6 separate regions of the Mus musculus genome follow, and all the other regions are linked to region 4. The links are chromatin contacts, called in public HiChIP or PLAC-seq maps. All regions are on one chromosome and are shown on one strand. Each heading gives the region's core, a stretch centred on a gene start, on an enhancer-like site or on the middle of the called end of the contact. The rest is flanking DNA. Distances are from core to core; before and after follow the strand shown.

Evidence for each region. HiChIP or PLAC-seq counts read pairs in DNA pulled down with a chosen protein or histone mark.
Region 1: a contact with region 4 is called in an H3K4me3 HiChIP or PLAC-seq map of bone marrow-derived macrophages, with 2.5 times the contacts expected there. The contact joins the enhancer-like site here to the promoter of Smim13 in region 4. A contact is called at or near these places in 2 of 484 Hi-C or Micro-C datasets (the G1E-ER4 cell line and nephron progenitors), 5 of 115 datasets of contacts at active chromatin or transcription factors (bone marrow-derived macrophages, embryonic stem cells, microglia and 2 more) and 2 of 9 other capture datasets (adipose tissue and embryonic stem cells).
Region 2: a contact with region 4 is called in an H3K27ac HiChIP or PLAC-seq map of T-cell acute lymphoblastic leukemia, with 8 times the contacts expected there. The contact joins the enhancer-like site here to the promoter of Smim13 in region 4. A contact is called at or near these places in 4 of 39 promoter capture datasets (the C10 cell line, the HPC-7 cell line, cranial neural crest and 1 more), 2 of 15 datasets of contacts at CTCF or cohesin (embryonic stem cells and large pre-B cells), 1 of 484 Hi-C or Micro-C datasets (embryonic fibroblasts), 17 of 115 datasets of contacts at active chromatin or transcription factors (the 230-238 cell line, T-cell acute lymphoblastic leukemia, bone marrow-derived macrophages and 7 more) and 1 of 9 other capture datasets (bone marrow-derived macrophages).
Region 3: a contact with region 4 is called in an H3K4me3 HiChIP or PLAC-seq map of bone marrow-derived macrophages, with 8 times the contacts expected there. The contact joins the enhancer-like site here to the promoter of Smim13 in region 4. A contact is called at or near these places in 16 of 39 promoter capture datasets (the 3T3-L1 cell line, the C10 cell line, the HPC-7 cell line and 13 more), 3 of 15 datasets of contacts at CTCF or cohesin (CD8 T cells, the NIH/3T3 cell line and embryonic stem cells), 8 of 484 Hi-C or Micro-C datasets (CD4 T cells, LSK cells, bone marrow-derived macrophages and 4 more), 38 of 115 datasets of contacts at active chromatin or transcription factors (the 230-238 cell line, T-cell acute lymphoblastic leukemia, Th17 cells and 24 more) and 3 of 9 other capture datasets (adipose tissue, embryonic stem cells and liver).
Region 5: a contact with region 4 is called in an H3K4me3 HiChIP or PLAC-seq map of craniofacial prominence, with 5 times the contacts expected there. The contact joins the enhancer-like site here to the promoter of Smim13 in region 4. A contact is called at or near these places in 4 of 39 promoter capture datasets (the HPC-7 cell line, HPC-7-derived erythroid cells, cranial neural crest and 2 more) and 2 of 115 datasets of contacts at active chromatin or transcription factors (bone marrow-derived macrophages and craniofacial prominence).
Region 6: an H3K4me3 HiChIP or PLAC-seq map of bone marrow-derived macrophages shows a contact between it and region 4, with 3 times the contacts expected there. The contact joins the enhancer-like site here to the promoter of Smim13 in region 4. A contact is called at or near these places in 10 of 39 promoter capture datasets (the C10 cell line, cranial neural crest, frontonasal cranial neural crest and 7 more), 1 of 15 datasets of contacts at CTCF or cohesin (the NIH/3T3 cell line), 3 of 484 Hi-C or Micro-C datasets (B cells, bone marrow-derived macrophages and cranial neural crest), 21 of 115 datasets of contacts at active chromatin or transcription factors (the 230-238 cell line, bone marrow-derived macrophages, craniofacial prominence and 16 more) and 3 of 9 other capture datasets (adipose tissue, embryonic stem cells and liver).

Annotation. Positions count from the first base shown.
Region 1 is chr13:40,970,047-40,972,746 of GRCm38.p6, forward strand. All of the region lies in intron 1 of A730081D07Rik (RIKEN cDNA A730081D07 gene), which reads right to left. Among named protein-coding and RNA genes, the nearest start is that of Pak1ip1, 30 kb to the right of the region's middle. Within about 2 kb of position 1,400, at least 41 of the 459 cell types and tissues checked have an H3K27ac peak or open chromatin away from gene starts, as enhancers often do. A contact at or near this core is called in bone marrow-derived macrophages, where this site is marked.
Region 2 is chr13:41,633,326-41,636,025 of GRCm38.p6, forward strand. It overlaps Tmem170b (transmembrane protein 170B), which reads left to right. Exons shown (of 3, transcript NM_001163572.2): 3 at 1,131-2,700. The coding sequence ends at 1,261. Among named protein-coding and RNA genes, the nearest start is that of Gm5082, 14 kb to the right of the region's middle. Within about 2 kb of position 1,421, at least 31 of the 459 cell types and tissues checked have an H3K27ac peak or open chromatin away from gene starts, as enhancers often do. A contact at or near this core is called in T-cell acute lymphoblastic leukemia, where this site is marked.
Region 3 is chr13:41,582,587-41,585,286 of GRCm38.p6, forward strand. All of the region lies in intron 1 of Gm32184 (a long non-coding RNA gene), which reads right to left. Among named protein-coding and RNA genes, the nearest start is that of Tmem170b, 22 kb to the right of the region's middle. Within about 2 kb of position 1,350, at least 99 of the 459 cell types and tissues checked have an H3K27ac peak or open chromatin away from gene starts, as enhancers often do. A contact at or near this core is called in CD8 T cells, LSK cells, Th17 cells and 10 more, where this site is marked.
Region 4 is chr13:41,248,477-41,251,176 of GRCm38.p6, forward strand. Smim13 (small integral membrane protein 13) reads left to right here and starts at 1,368. Exons shown (of 2, transcript NM_001135577.2): 1 at 1,368-1,838. The coding sequence starts at 1,763.
Region 5 is chr13:41,515,491-41,518,190 of GRCm38.p6, forward strand. All of the region lies in intron 6 of Gm32401 (a long non-coding RNA gene), which reads left to right. The region is part of intron 2 of Gm32184 (a long non-coding RNA gene); the gene reads right to left. Among named protein-coding and RNA genes, the nearest start is that of Gm32401, 30 kb to the left of the region's middle. Within about 2 kb of position 1,296, at least 34 of the 459 cell types and tissues checked have an H3K27ac peak or open chromatin away from gene starts, as enhancers often do. A contact at or near this core is called in bone marrow-derived macrophages, craniofacial prominence and pre-B cells, where this site is marked.
Region 6 is chr13:41,550,613-41,553,312 of GRCm38.p6, forward strand. All of the region lies in intron 2 of Gm32184 (a long non-coding RNA gene), which reads right to left. Among named protein-coding and RNA genes, the nearest start is that of Tmem170b, 54 kb to the right of the region's middle. Within about 2 kb of position 1,274, at least 34 of the 459 cell types and tissues checked have an H3K27ac peak or open chromatin away from gene starts, as enhancers often do. A contact at or near this core is called in adipose tissue, bone marrow-derived macrophages and hematopoietic stem and progenitor cells, where this site is marked.

The DNA of each region.
Region 1 (2,700 bases), core at 150-2,649, 280 kb before region 4:
CCAGGGATCTATCGTTGTGTTCTAATGACCACATTGAAGAACCAGCCTGCCTCCATTTTAGGCTTAAAAGCCATCTTACAGTAAAGACAAACTAGGTGCATTCTCGTTTATGATTAAATCTCTGTTTTTCAAGGATTGGACTCTGCCCCACCTGTAACCTTAACTACAAATGGTTCTGTACTGCCTCTTCCAGAGTTCTACGTCTTCATCCAAAGGCTACTAGTGGAAGACTGACTTCCAGGCAACTAGGGTGAGGATCTTATGCCCACACCCACAGTGACACACCTACTCCAACCAGGTCACACCTATTCCAACAAGGCCACACCTACCTATATATTCTTGGACCAGGGAGTGGTGCCGCAGATGGTCAAGGCTACACAAAGAAACCCTGTCTCAAAAACCACTACAACCACCACCAATAACAAAAAGAAGCTGACATAAGAGGATTGCTAAAGGTTCAAGGCCAGCCTGAGCTACAGAGTGGGGCTTTTTATCTTAAAAACAACATAACAGTTTGACAGTGGGCTAAACACAGTGCCTCTAGAAGGTTATAATGAAGTTGAAAGGTCCTTACTGCCTAACGACATCAACAGCCAGCCTAGCACCTCAGATTTGGGCATTGTAGCCTGTGCTCCAACCAAAATTCAGCCACCATACTTAATGAGCCAATTTTAAAAATCCAATTAATAGTGGAAAACAGCAAAAGGAGATTTACTCAGTGTAGCCATATTGAAAAGGACAAAGGGAGCCAGGGAATCTCCCTCAAGTCCGTCTTTGGGGTCTTGAAGTGAGATTAAAGTTTAAATACAGGACGTTGGATATCCATCCACATCTAAGTAGACTCCACCAAACTGTGTCTGGGGCTTTCGGTCCCCTTCTGTAAGGTGGACTGGCAGGCTGTAAGAACTCTAGGAAATCTCTCTCTGGGAGACAAGTTCCTGTCTGTCTGGCACCCTCTCCTTCCCCCAGAGTGAGAATCTGATGATTGGGGATTCTCATTGCTCTCCTGTTTCAATAGTCTGGTAGTCAGATGGAGAGACAGAGTGTCTCTTTAGAATAGATTCATTTTCACCAGATCTGTTACATCAGCCCAAAGCATTTCGCTCGTGTTGTGGCAATGAGACACAAACACACCTCCTACCTTGTAGACAACGACAGCACACACAAAGATGGACATACACCATAATCTACAACTTGTTTGTATATTTACAATGGTGTCTTTTGTGTTGTTAGTTTAAAGCATAAATCTTCTAGCCTACGGAGGTGGGGGAGCAGCTATAACAAGTCATATACATATCTCGTGATTACCACATCTTAATGGTGTCAAGAGGCCAGGAATAGTGATTGACCTGTCTGAGTTACACAAGTCTCTCTGTGGTGTTTGCTCAAAGATGAAACTGCTTGGTGACACATTTCTTACAACACACCCCTGGATGGGAAATGCCACATGACTTCTCGCTGTGCTCTAGGGCAAATGGGAGCTGGGCCAGATAAAGCAAGACGTGGGGATGTTCTAAGACACACTGAGAACAGATATGTAAAGGGCTCTGATGTCCAACCGCTAACCACATTTATTTTTGCCTTATATTCTTGGTAGCAAAGAATTTGGACCAGACTGGATGTTCATCAACAGACGAATGGCTAATGAAAATGTGGTATAGATACAAAATGGAATTTATTTCGTCATAAAGCAAACATCATTTGCAGGAAAATGAATGGTTCTGGATACTCTTATATGAAGTGATAAGAAACGTGCATACTGTATGATATCTCTCCTATGTGGATCCTAGCTTCTAACTTATGTATATAAATATATATGTGAGCCTGTAAGTCTGGATAGGTGGACTGTAACTAGAAAGGGGAGCACAGAGAAAATAAGAGGGTTTGAGTCAGGGGCTGGGGCATAATAGAACACCTGTACCAGGAACGCTGAAAGGGGGCTCTTAGGGCAGAAGGCACAAGGCAGGGGGAGGGGCGTGAACCAGTGACCTAGTTTGGTTTCTGTTGCTGTGGTAACCATGGCCAAATCAACTTTGGGGGAGGAAAGGGTTTCTTTCAGCCCACAGGTTTTGCAAAGGATGTATTATGTATGTCAGGGCAGGAGGTTATATGCAGCCTATCCCTGTGTCAAGGCAGGAGCTGAAGGCAGGAACCATTTCTCTGTACAGCCCTGGCTGTCCTGGAACTTACTCTGTAGACCAGGCTGGCCTCGAACTCAGAAATCCGCCTGCCTCTGCCTCCTGAGTGCTGAGATTAAAGGCGTGGGCCACCACGCCCGGATTCACTATTGGCTTCTTTTCATGACTTGCCCAGCTTGCTTTCTTACACAGTCCAGAATTACTTGCTAGGGGCAGTACGGCCCACAGTGAGCCAGCCCCTCCCATATCACTCATAAACCCAGAGGGTACCAATACCCCCCCCCCCACATGTCCACAAGCTAATTTGATAAAGATGGGCCCTCAACTGAGATTCCTTCTCAGGTGGCTCTAGTTTATGCCAAGCTGACCATTGCAAGGGGAAAAATCAAAGTACGAAAGTGATATAGTAGGGCCAGTGACATGGCTCAGGGAGGAGGGGCTCTTGCTACCAAGAGTGATGTCTTGAGTCCAGTTCCTGGAACTTACACGATAGGATAGAAGTGACTCCCTAAGCAGTCCTCTGACCTTCAAATGTATACTACAGCACATGTGCCTAACTTCC
Region 2 (2,700 bases), core at 171-2,670, 380 kb after region 4:
TGATTTTTGCTGAGACTGGTCTGGCCATGTCAGGAAAGACAAAAAGGGGTAAAGGCAGCATGGGCTCCAGGAATACTGCCCCTGGGTGCAGAGGTTACTTGCTGACATCTAGGGCTTTGCTGTTGGTTTTTAAATTTTATATATTTGTATATAGGCATTTTACCTGCGTGTATGTCTATGTACCACTTATGTGTCTGGTGCCCATGGAGGCCAAACAGGGCATTGGATCCCTTGGAGTTAACGGATAGCCATGGGCTACCATATGGTTGCTAGAAATTGAACCCAGGTCCCTTGAGAAAGCAGTGGTTGCTGTGAACACCGAGCCATCTCACCAACCCATGTTTGCTTGAGAACTCACTGAGAACCACCTGCCTCTGCTGAGAGAGAGAGAGAGAGAAAGAGAGAGAGAGAGAAAGAGAGCGAGCGGTGGTTGAGGGTGCTGTTGCACCTGGCCCTCTGCCTTTTCTTCTCTCCTACTTTTCCTTTATTGCCTCTCCCCTCCTCTCCTCTTTTCTCCTGCCCACCCTCCTTTCCTTCTAACCTCCCTTCCTCCCTTCCCACTTTCTTCCCTGTGGTTTTAAGGCCCTCTCTTTCGTAGTATACTGAACCCATCCACTTGGTTTCCAAGTTTACAGCTGTGGTTTTATTTTTAGCCTTTTCTTCTTTTATGATGGCATGGTGTGAGGTAGGACCAGGATGGCTATTCCAGCACCGTAAGTTGAGTTATGAGGCACTGATAGTTCCTCCTGCCGTGACTGCTCTCTAGAGTTAGTGCCCAGAGTGCTGGGACCAGTACCTATTTCTTTCCTTTTCAATATGTGCATTTTAAGGGGATGGATGAGAGTGTATTCTGGAGTAAACATGAGTGTCAGTTCTTATTGAAAAGATCCTCACATTAAAAGTGCTGAGAGCGTGAACTGTGGACTGTAGAGTTCCGTTAAAAGCACCGTTCTTGGGTTGTGTGGTTCTGTGGGGTTTGGGAACGGTTAACCAGCCGTGTGGAGGAGATCCTCAGTCAGGTGAAGAGTGGGGAAGGTTTTCTGTTTAGGTAACTGAAAGGTGACTTGCCGCAGGCAGCCGTGCGTGTGGCAGGTGGGGCCCTGGATGACTCTGCTCTGCTTCCCTCCCAGGTGCAGCAGTGGCCGGCATCTACAGAGTGGCTGGGAAGAACATGGCCCCGCTGGAAGCCCTGGTGTGGGGCGTGGGGCAGACTGTGCTGACACTCATCATCTCCTTTTCAAGGATCCTCGCCACACTCTGAGTTCTGAGGGAATGTCTTCTTCACTAAGGAAACGTGTGGACAGAGTCCCCGGAAATGTGTGGTTAATCAGCTGAAATGAAGTGGTACAAGCAGGGACCCAGCAAGAAAAACCTAGGGAAGACCTTGAGCCGTGTGGCAAGCCTGCCCTCTGGCGTCCAAACGTTTGCACTACCGCACTGCACCTTACGTGCCTCCATCCCAGGCAAGGTGCACAAGACTCTCTGTGAAGCTGCAAGAAGAAGCACCTTGTTTAGTTGCCAATCAGGTTAACATTGGTGTTGAAACCGTCGTTCTCAACGGTGTTGTGTTAAGTTACAGGAACGTTTTGAGAAATTGATCTATGTGCCAAACTTTCCTTTCTGTTAACATTGATCATGTGACAGTTTGCAAGTGTAGACATAGGTGAGTGCTGTGAGTATACTTGACATGGATTCAGGTAACGTAGCCAGGCTTAGCTTTGTCGTGTTAATCCCATGAGTGTTGGATAGTGGGCTTTCAATACCAAGGATGGTGTTCGGTTTGTTAAGCTGAGTGTTCTGGAACTTGGGGCTTTAATCTGTCTCTGTGTTGTTATTTAATTTATGTGAAAACCACTGGTCTCCTCAGTGGACGACTAGCTGAGCTGTTCTATGGACTCAGACTTGTAGGGTGCATACTTTTCAGTAACCTACACCTTTCATAGTTTCCCTCATATATCATATTCTATTTATATGGATCAAACCTTTATGAGTCAAACACATTGTCACTTGTGTGTCATAAAAATATAATTTACATTTTTCTTATAAATTTTGTAAGGAAAAGTCTAAAATGCATGTTGCATTCTTCAACCCTTCTAAAGGTTTTTGCCTCCATCTCACAGAATATTCTAATTCATTGCAGTGGGATTGTGTGCACTGTGTACGTGTCTTGAGTGTCTTGGATTCTATAGTACTAACTGCTTAGAGAGTGGCCTAAATTAGGCTCTGGGATTAAGAATGCTTCATTTATAGGAAAATAATAAGTACCTTACATAGGAAGAGCAGTAAACTGTCTCCCTCTGTGTATGTGGCAGGGAGAAAATTACACTTGGGAAGACTGAGGACTGAGTGGATGGTTTTCAAGTTGGCAGTTAGTCTGAGTGTATCAAGACAATGCAGAACCTTTATCTAAGCGGGGATGTTAGCGGTGTGGTTTAAGTTTGTGATTCTAAGTTATTACCTGAGTCGAATAGAGTCTCAGGTCACATTCATTAACAGTGGAAATGTACTTTGTTTATAAAACCTTTTAGGAGGTTTAGAAAAACACACAGTTGTTTATTACAAATACAGGAAGTTGGGAAAGTACAGACCCTGGTTGAACTGAGTGTGTGTGTGTGTGTGTGTGTGTGTGTGATAACCAGTTGTAACTACAAACGTGCTAACTTAAGGGAAGATCCATTGTAGAAATTATGAATTTATAGG
Region 3 (2,700 bases), core at 100-2,599, 330 kb after region 4:
CTTGTAGCTTTTAAATAAGGGAGTGTGTCAGGTTTAAAGATCTGCTCATTACGTCTGCCAACTAAGGGAGTTATGACATGAATTGTCAAGACATGAAAAGAAACAGAAGGCAGAAATTGGAATGCTAATAAATCATTATGTTCCTGTGACTGTTTACAGAGACGTGGGCTTCTTTTATCACTGCGGAACTGGGTGGAGGACAGAGAGAGTTACTAAATCATTTTCACTTTATATATTAAGGCCTTCAGTTCTAAAGCTATTTAAAAGGAAATATAGGCTGCCTGTCCAGATGTTATTAGGCAGAAACGTTTCTGAAGTTCACGGTTGATATCCTGACAGCTGCGATTTACTATTTTCAGTTGTCTAAATGTGCAGGTAGTCAAGCTTGTTGCCAGATCCATTTCTTTGGAGCCATTGACTCTCTTGGAAAAGGGAGGGGCTGCATGTACTGACATTTGATTCTGCAGTCGCTTTGAAGTCATGTCTAGAGCTGTTTGGCTTGTCTTTAAATAAAAACAGTAGCAGCAGAAACCATATATATCCTTGGACCTATAATTCACCAAGTGCGAGCTGGCAATTACTGGTAACATACAGTACATCGTTAGACTCTGAGTCAGAGAAGGCTGAAATTCACCTACTTTTATGCAACCAGTGCTTATGACATGGAATATGCTCAGAAGTGAGTGATTAATAAATAAATTAATAAATATTTTGGGGGTAGAGAAAATTATTTTATGTAGTATAAATACCAGGTGCCTACTACATTTAGTTAGTGAGAAAAATTAATAAAGTACTAACTTCTTGGTAAATAAAATGTTACTTCGAGTTAGTTTCCAGTAATTAAGAAGTCGCTTTTATCAGGTCAGCCCATTGCCAGATGGTGACTATAATCTCAACACAAAATAGAAGTTACAAGAATCTGAAGACACCAACAGGTTTGAAAGAAGCTGGAAATACATTTATACTTGAAAGAAGGAAATGGTGCAGGATGATTCCTTTTTTGACACAAATATTTGTCTGCGGGTGGGCCTTAGTCACAGTGGGTAAAATTCTAAAAGAAATCCAGTCTTACTGACTTGGCTATGGAACAGGATTTGGGAAACCATGGTAACTGGAGAAGGAGAAGAGAAAGTCTGGGCAGGAAGAAGCCCTGGCCACCACATGGGCAGGGTGTCCTGTAGATTAGCCTGGCCCAGACTGGGTTCATTCTGTTACTATCTGTGCATAGAGAGGACGTCGGACAGGCCAGCTAAGTCTGCAAGAACTAAACAGAGTTTCAAGCTGTCCCATTTCAGGAAAAACATAGCCGGTGATCAAATGAAAGTGAAACTAATTGCTTGCCTTACGTCAAAAACAGGGCTGGGGATTTAGCCCAGTTAGTAGAGTGATGGCCTAGTGTGTGTGAAGGCCTGGGTTCATGCCATACCACATAAATGTCGATGGTATACCATACAGGCCTGTAGTCCCAGCAATCAATAGGTAGAGGCAGAAAAACTGGAAGTTCAGGATCCCTCCTTAGCTATATAGTGAGTTTGAGCTCACCTGTGATACACAAAACCCTGCTTCAAAGAGTAAAAACAAAAAATCAACACACACAGATTGACTGAACAGAAACCAGTCCTAAAAATCAGTCACACTATGCGCCAACTGATCCAAATGATAATTCACACTACAGTCCAAAGGACTCCGCATTTCTAGACTTAGAGAGACACAGGAAAATGTCACTAAACACAATTTGTCTTAAAAGGCAAGTGTGATAGGATGAAGACACAGACACAGGAATTAACATTTAAGGATATAAAGTGCTATTATAACCAGTGTGCGGACTCAAAGGAACACTTACAATGAATGAACAAATAGAAACATCTTAACAGTGGAATCAAAACCACAAAAGAAAATTGTCAGCATTTGTGGGGACGTTGTCAGGAAGCCCAGCATCACCCGCAGCAGATCAAGGAGTTACCCTAACATGTTTTGGGACCTCTACTTGTGCTAAACCAAGATTCATCACTTCAATGAAGAAAACAACTTCAGAGGACAGGCCAGTTTATGGTGCTGAGTTGGAATTTAGTAAAGATATCTTAATATACATGTGATATACATTTAAGCACTGATCTTTAGAGAGAGAGAGAGAGAGAGAGAGAGCAGAAGGGTGGTCTGGTGCCACAGGCTTTTAATCCCAGCACTCAGGAGGCAGAGGCAGGCAGATCTCTGAGAGTTTGAGGTACCCTGGTGTGCACAGTGATCCAGCCAAAGCTACCTACAGAACCCCTGTCTCAAACTCCCTTCCCCAAATAAAAAACTGAAAGGACAACATAAACTCCATTTGTTTCCCTTTAAGGACCAGGCCTGAATTTGAAAAGAAGACCATAAGGCGCCAGCTCCAGGAACAGATCATAAGTCCCAGGAACTAGGCCATAAGGGAACAGACCATAAAATCCAGGAACAAGGTCATAAAACCCCCTCCCAAGGAAGAGCTTGCTGCTAACCACACGAATGGGAGAATATCTTATCTCAGAATCTGTGCTGGGCAGCCCTATCTCACCCCATGGTTAAATATTCACGACATAGGAATGCAGACCACTGACTATCTGTGACCCCCTAGCACCCACTAATGAAAGTTTAGATTACCTAATCCTTCTAGAAAATTTCCCTAATTCCCTTTAAGAAGGCCTGCTTGCCTTTGTCTGGGCTCGCCAT
Region 4 (2,700 bases), core at 118-2,617:
TCTGTATTGCCATGACTTTTTTTTAAAGATTTATTTATTATTATACATAAGTACACTCTAGCTGTCTTCTGACAGAAGAGGACATCGGATCTCATTACGGATGGTCATGAGCCATCATGTGGTTGCTAGGATTTGAACTCAGGACCTTCGGAAAGGGCAGTCAGTGCCATCTCACCAGCCCCTGCCATGGCTTTATCCTTGGCACCTCAAAGAAGTCCAGAGCACACAGAAGTGTTTGTTGTATGTGAATGAAAGAGAAGGTAAAAAGGTCTGGATTCTTCCTGATTTCTTTTGAACTAGATCTATTCAAATGTATTCCTTTCAACCAGATTGTAAATCAAACGTGCTCCGTTATGCAAGTGAGTTGGATCATCTGCTAAAAATGAATAAGTTGATTTCTAAATTTATTGCATCGAGCTCAACTCTCTCCACAGGAACTGTATATTAAATCTTGCGCAAAGCCAGTAATGCCTTGATGTATTTTTATGCTGCGTCTTAGCTGGAAAGCAGTTTACACAGTAGGGCATCTGGGAATGGCTAGCACAGAGTTGCAGTGGAAGGCGAAAGCCTTGATTTCTCAGGGAGGAAAGGGCTGATCACCTCTTGCGTTAACAGATGTGGCAGAACTGGGAGTTTTAATTTCAAATAGAAAAAAAGGACTTGAGATAAATACCTTGTTTTTCAGAAGTTAGTTCAAGCAAATGTGGCAAAACCTTTGGCTGTTGGCCAGATGTTGCTTGAATTAAAGGAGACAACAGAACGAAACTTGCTAAACAGGTAGGTGAATTAAGAGCACAGATGTCTCTAAGTCACTCACCAGTTACTTCTGAAGCGTACTATCTGTGAAAACACAACACAACATCTGTTGCTGGGGGAGGGGGAAGGCTTTCCAGATTCTGACGTCAGGGGACTTATTTCCTCACAAGTAACTAACCTTTGCCGGGAGCAATAGGTTGGGTTCAAGTACAACCTGTTTTTCAGGCAACAGCCATCCTCTTTTCCCTTTTGCTCACTAAAACCAATTTTGTATTTGAATTAACGGCTGAAATGTAACTGGCACCTCGGCAGGGAGACAGTCCGACGCACAGTCTTGAGAACAAGAATCAGCAGTCTCTAAGTTGGAGGTGGCGGCTCAAGAACACCAAAGGCACAGGGGACGGGAAAGGAGAGCAAGGAGAAGCCGGAGCAGCGTTGACTCCTGGGAGTGGTAGTTCGTTGCTGGGCGGAGACCTGGAGCTCTCGCCGATCTTTGCACTACATTACCCAGCAGGCCTCGCGCAGCGGCTGAGTCGCTGCGGAGTGGGTGCTTGGTGATGAGCTACCGCGGGGGAGGGGGCGGGGAGCGGAGGAGCAGCTGCAGCGGCCTCGGGGAGTGGTTGACATCTGGCGTCTCCGAGGGAGGAGGGGGACCTCGAGTGAGCTGCAGCCAGGGCCTGGCGTTCGCCGCGCCACCTCCAGATCACTCTTTCCCCGCCTCGACGTCCGCCATGGCAGCGCGTCCGTCCGTCGCCGGCCTCTCCGCTCGCCGTGGCTCCGGCTCCCCGGAGCGATGAGGAGGCGGTAGTGGCGTCCCAAGGCCCGCTCCACCAGCGACTCGGTCGCCCCGGCCGGGGGCAGGTCTGAGGGCCGGTCCCGTCGCGGCCCGCCCCCGCACCGCCAAGTTCCGCCCCCTGGGGGCGCTGCCCTCGGGCACCCGCGGTCCATGCCGCCCCGCCGCTCTGCCGCCCGCCGCTGAGCCCGCGCCCACCCCCCAGCTCTCAAAATGTGGCACAACGTGGGGCTGACCCTGCTGGTGTTCGTGGCCACGCTGCTGATCGTCCTGTTGCTGATGGTGTGCGGTGAGTGGGGGGTAACGCCGGGGGCGGTCGGGAAAGCTCGCGTGGACAAGTGTCCACGGTGATCACCTCGGTGGTCTCGGTGGCCACCGGGCTCCCAAGACCGAGTTTAGAGGAGTCATGCCTCTTGCTCAGGGCAGGTCGCCCGGGCATCACGAACCTTCAGGCTCAGCGAACCTTCAGGTCTGGCATCCTGACTCGAGGTAGAAGCACGTTTCTGCTTCCCCGGCAGGTTTGTCCTTGGTTGCCATAATGCCACAGCCTACCCAGATCTTTCACCGTGGCCTGTATTCGAAGGAGCAGTGATCGGTTTCATCTTTTTATTTGGATGTTCTGAACCTAGTGAGAGATTTCATCACCTTTTGGGTTTCCAGCGCACGTGAAGCTGTTTGTTTACTTCCAAGTTCAGGCTTTAACCAAATTCCCAGCCTACTTGATAATGGGCAGAGCCAAAAAAAAAAAAAAAAAAAAAAAAAAAAAAAAAAAACACCACTGGCGGTAATAAACTTCCAGGGTCAGGGAACCTTATCTTGGTTCTGCTGTCCTGGGGCTGTTTGGTCTGCTGCTGTGTACTTCTCTTCCCAGGAGGGAAGGAACGTTAAACTGTTCTCATGGCGTGTTTTCCATCCCTCTTAATTCGTTATGCACATAGCTGATAACCACAGGTCTCAGCCAGGAGACTGAACAATTGTGAGAGTTTGGAGAGTATTTCAAATAAATGACAGTAAGCACTGGTATTTAGAAGACCAAGTATGGGTTTGAAGTGATGGAGTATTGGGTTAAAATTTTATAAATACTGTAAAGCTTATTCTTACATAGTTAATGCTCAGTCCAGTAGCTATATTTGGAAAGATATGCACTTACA
Region 5 (2,700 bases), core at 46-2,545, 270 kb after region 4:
CTTGGTCCCTCCTGTGGGAATTTGGGGGTGGGACGAAGAGGTGGTCCTTAGGTCATTGGTTATTATGCATTTGGAGGGGGTTATGGCATTCTGGCCACTTCCTCCTCTTCCACTGTTTTCTGAACATGCAGTGAGTAGTTTGAACTGCCTCATTCTCCCTTGTCACTGACACACTCACAAGGGACCTAAAAGCAACACACTTGCTTGATCACAGACTTGAATTCTCAAACCACAAGACAAAATGAAGTTTCTCTCTATAAGTTAATCATCCCAGGCATTTTCTTACAATGACAGAAAGCAGACCCCATGGGACATTAGCTATCTGTGAATTTTCTCTCTAGTAGCGAGTATATAACAGAGACCTAACTCGTCTTATTCAGGGTTGTGCATCCAGAGCCAGCCATGCCATAGCTCATTTAATAGCAATCTATGAAAAGAGGGAAGTGACAGATGAGTCACATCTTCCTTCAATATGGAGGAAGAGCTAGTGACACCTAGATGAAAACGACTGCAGCTTAGGAGCTGGCACATCTCAAGCAAGTTGTCCATGTCAAGCAAATTTCAGGTTGGTTTGGGTTAAAATACAGTAATAATACGTGTATTATAGGTGACTGGGGATTCAGGTCATGTTAGGTCCCAACTCAGATAAGGCATGTAAGAAGAGTTGTTAGGGGGTAAAAAATATTTTTTTAAAGCTTCATCATTCACCATTCTAAGGGCTCCTTGAAGGGAAGTTTGGACACAGAATTTTATTTATTTATTTATTTATTTATTTATTTATTTATTTATTTATTTATTTTTTTATCACTGTGCTTCTGATCCTAAGGCTAAGATACATTCCTTCAATAGCCAGGGTTACAGACTTTGGCGTGCATGTCAAGGGCTTCGGGGACAAGTATGTCTAACAGGTATGAGCACAGCATTTGAGAACTCCTTGTTCCCCACACATAGGCCACCAGGCTTCATAATACAGAACTCCCACTAAGGGAAAGTTCTGAGAAAGGCATGGCAGGTTTATAGTATCCCACACTATGCGGTATTCACCAAAAGGAAGGAAAAAGGGGGGTAGGGTTGGCTAAAGCTGCCTAAAGCTGGGGATTGGCTTTGCTGAATGAAGCTATCCCTTTATGTGGGCAGAGCAGGAAGCCAAAGGAGACGCTTGCATTCCTAGACCCCTGATCAACAGTGCCCCTCGCCCTTCCTGTTGATTTAGCAGCGTCAGAGTAGAGCCAGCTAACTAACCCATCACAGGGCCTGGGCCTCATAGAAAGATGCTTGTGAAAGTGAGTGAGTGTTAAGCACGGAACCTTAGCATCCTGTAGGTGGTGAGGGCAGGCTTTAGCAGTTACTTGAAGCAAACGATACTTTGTAAATGCAATGACAAAGTCACTGTGAGAGGCATGCTCCACACCCCAAGAAGTAAGTGCCTCCAGAGCATGTCAACGCTTTAACGGTGCAAGGACAGGAATAAGCTTTTAAGTCGTGTGCACTTTCCACATGTGAGAAACTTTTTATCATTACTAGTACTCAGACTATACCTTTCAGGTTGAGGATAGAGGCTAAAAGTATTATAAAGGCAGGGTGTGCAAATGGAAATTGCTGTTCAAACAGCAGCATGTGCGTATATGCACTATTGTGCACACACACATAATGTATGATCATGTGCCGCCTTTGCAGAGCTCCTATGCCCTAAATTTCTCTCTCCTACATTTCTGCCCAAGTGGCCATATAGACGGCCTGACATCGTTTGCTATTACATTACCCAGAACTGCCCCATTCCCTCAACTCCAGTCTTACTCATTCTTCTGGCTCTACCATTGGACTCAGAGAATCCTTCCCAAAGTATTGCACAATGGCCTACATTCTGCTTTCTTTAAACTTCCAAGACATGTGTATGCAATGGGAAGTTTGCCATTGTAACTGGAAGAGTGGAGTAAGTCAACGCCCTTCACAATACCTGGCCCACTGCCCCCATCTCCAACAAAATAAGGAAAGTGTATAGCTGTCTCACAAAAGGCTTATAAATCCTGACTTCTTCCTCTAATGCAAGGGAATTCTCTGAAATGCTCCCTCGGAAATGTGAAGTGCCCAACAATGGCAAACAGCCTCTAGAGTCATCTGCAAGGTTTTATGTGTTCCTTTCTGACTCATGGTCCTGACTGACCCCAAGATTCTTAGCTGGAATTTAGTTTAGGGGCAGAAGATAGCTTAAGGCCCATCTTTAGAGAGACTGGAGACATTCAGTAGGAGTAAAGGATTTTATACATTTGAAGAGTAAATGCTATGGAAGAGAATTATATTAGCATTACATAGGTTGAGTGATATTAAGAAAGCATGCGCTGGAGAGATGGCTCAGTGGTTAAGGGCACTGACTGCTCTTCTGAAGGTCTTGAGTTCAAACCCCAGCAACTATATGGTAGCTCACAACCATCTGTAATGAGATCTGACTCCCTCTTCTGGGGTGTCTGAAGACAGCTACATTGTACTTACAAATAATAAATAAATAAATCTTTAAAAAAAAAGAAAGCATGCAGATATCTTTGATATTAAAATAGAGAACATGATTTTGAAAGGTAAAACTTGGATTTTGGAAGATGCTGGTAGTGATGATGATGGTGGTGGTGGTGTCTGTGTGTCTGTGTGTCTCTGTGTGTTTACATATGCATTTGTTTCCATGGTTGTCTGAGAAACACTGAGAAT
Region 6 (2,700 bases), core at 24-2,523, 300 kb after region 4:
TCTCGTGTATTTTCATATAACACACTCACTTGGGTTAGGCTCTCTCAACTTCCTCATGTCCCTGCCTCCACTGTCTTGTCAATTTCCAGCTTTGGGGTGTGGCCTCAGACCGACAGCTCTCCGGGCTTCCAGGATTTTTGCTTTGGTTTGAGCTGAGCTTGCATCTTTGCTCCTCTTGCTTGGGTTTCCAGCTTCTTGAAATGAGTGAGTACTTAATTCCCCTGGCTCTTCAGCCTGTCGACATGGGCTATAAGAATACTCAGCTCTGATCATATAAGTCAGTCTAATAATTTCTCTCACACTCATGAAATCCTCTCTCTCTCTCTCTCTCTCTCTCTCTCTCTCTCTCTCTCTCTCTGTCCCTCTCTCTCTCATGCATACATACACACTCCTACAGTCACACACACACAGCAATTGCCATGTGATTTCACTGAAGTACAGGTCTGCCTTCCCAGTCAGGATATGAAACGACAGCAGCAAATATTTCTGATGCGTTTCATTCCTCTTCTCACATCACTGCTGTACCTGGCTCTGTGACTCCATTCACTCCCGTTCACTATCGAATGAAAGCTATGGGGTGGAGTGAGACTAGAACTCACTGAAGAGTGGCAGAGATGGTCTAGAAGACGGCAGAGCCGAAAACTCAGGCTTGGGTAAAGAGTGTAGGAGAAAGATCGACAACCCAGCTCCGGGTAGACTATAGTAAAGGGGTGTGAGAGACTGGAGACCCCTCCACAGCACACAGAGTGCAGAGAGAGTCAGAGAGCTAACGCAGAGTCACAGAAAGTCAGTCAGGTCCCTAGAGCACTTCCAAAGGGGTAGTCAGCCAATGGGCCCAAATCAGCCAGTCACTTCTTCACTAAATTGCTTTCCATCTGGTTATTTTATTTTCACTACAGAAAAATAGCAAGTATAACAGGCATGCACCACCACCATCCCTGGCTTAGAACAAAAACAAAGACCAAAGACACCCATAAACAATAACTTTTTAAATGTGGTTATCTCCATCCAGTATAAACAGTAAGTGTGATGTTTAAGAGTCACATAAATAACAACCTCACTCCAACGTCCTGACTCTTAAATGGGTGGCAGGATCCTGGACACTTATTAAATCATTAAAGTTCAGTTAAGAGGCTAGGTTAGTTCAGCGGTTGGAATGTTTGCCGCTCCCACAGAGGACCTGAGTTTGGTCAACATCCACAGGCTCCTAACTGTGTTTGCAGCTCCAGGGGGTCTGACTCCCTCTCCTAACTTCTGAGGGAATCCTCACACACATGTGTGCGCGTGCTCAGAGAAGCTGGGCAGCCTTCAGGAATTGCATGTGGTCATCTCTGTGGGTGTGCGGGGATGGTGTCAGAGAGAAATGCGGTGGGAAAAATAGACGCAGGGCCAATTACAAATCGCCAAATGGTATGTAAGAAATGAGGATTTCGGTGCAGTCAGTGGAAAATTGTGAACAGTTTTTAAACAAGGAAGTGATGTTTTAAACAATAGAGATTATGAAACAGCATGAGAGGGGGGAGCATCATAAAAAGAAACTGGAAGACAGTCGGCTCATCAGCAAGCTGTGTAAGGGCCCGACAGGCAAGGTAGCTCCGAGAGCTGTACACGTAATCTCAGCACGGGGAGGCCAAGGAAAGATTGTGAGATGGGGCCAGCCTAAGCTACACAGGTAGACCCTTTCTCTAAAAATGAAGAGAAGAAAGGGAGTGGGAGAGAGACAGAGACAGACAGTGACAGAGAGCAAGAGAGAGCGAGAGAGACAGAGACAGAGAAGTGGAGGTCTCGTTGTATAACATGGTGGTGAAAATGATTGGAGGACTCAGAGGTAATTTTGCAGGAAGTAACTGCACTGTAGAGGAAGAAAATGACGGCCTGCTTCTTTTTCTTCCAGCGTGATCAAAGCTAAGGTATTGAGTTAGAGAAGTGCAGGGGATAAGAGGAGACTGGGGTATAGGCAAGAAGTCTGGGGTAAAATAAAGGCCCCTGATGTTTCCAGTAAGTGGGGAGAACTCAAGAGCAGACAGAAAAGGAGAAACCCCTTTAAGAAGGTGGTCGATGCAGGGATGGGGGAAGTCAGGAAACACAGGCTGGACGGTCACAGGAGAATCCCTAAGACTGTGGAACCAATGGCTTATGGAGTGACATGGTGGCTTCTTCCTCTTCCTCTTTCCTCCTCCTCCTCCTCCTCCTCCTCTACTTCCTTCTCCCCCCTTCTCCTCTCCCCTTTCTCCTCTTCCTCTTCAGAATTCACGTGGTAGAACAGAGCCTAAGGGTGGCAAAGGCAGTCAAGACGGAACTGGAACGAGCTGGTTCCCAAAGGAAGGCGAAGGATGGACACAGAGCTGAGTGATCAAGGAAGGGTACAACTCTCAAAAAAACAAAACAAAACAAAAACTAAGAAAAGAAAAAAATACTAAAATATACAAAAGTGAATCCAATTGGGACTCTTAAGAAACCTGCTAGAGTTTCTTCCTCAAATTAGCCATTGTTTTGTTGTTTTGTTTGTGTGTGTGTTTGTTGGTTTAATTCTTTCATCTCACATTCAACCTTGGAAAAAGAGTTTCATTTTTAGGAGGTATATGGCTCCTCGGGAGTCCTCGTGCTGTGCTCGCGAGTAAGACAGGGAGCCTTTTCTGAGATAGAATGAAAGCTGTTGTGACTATGTAGACACAGCTGGGTGTGTTCCAGAGTACTGGA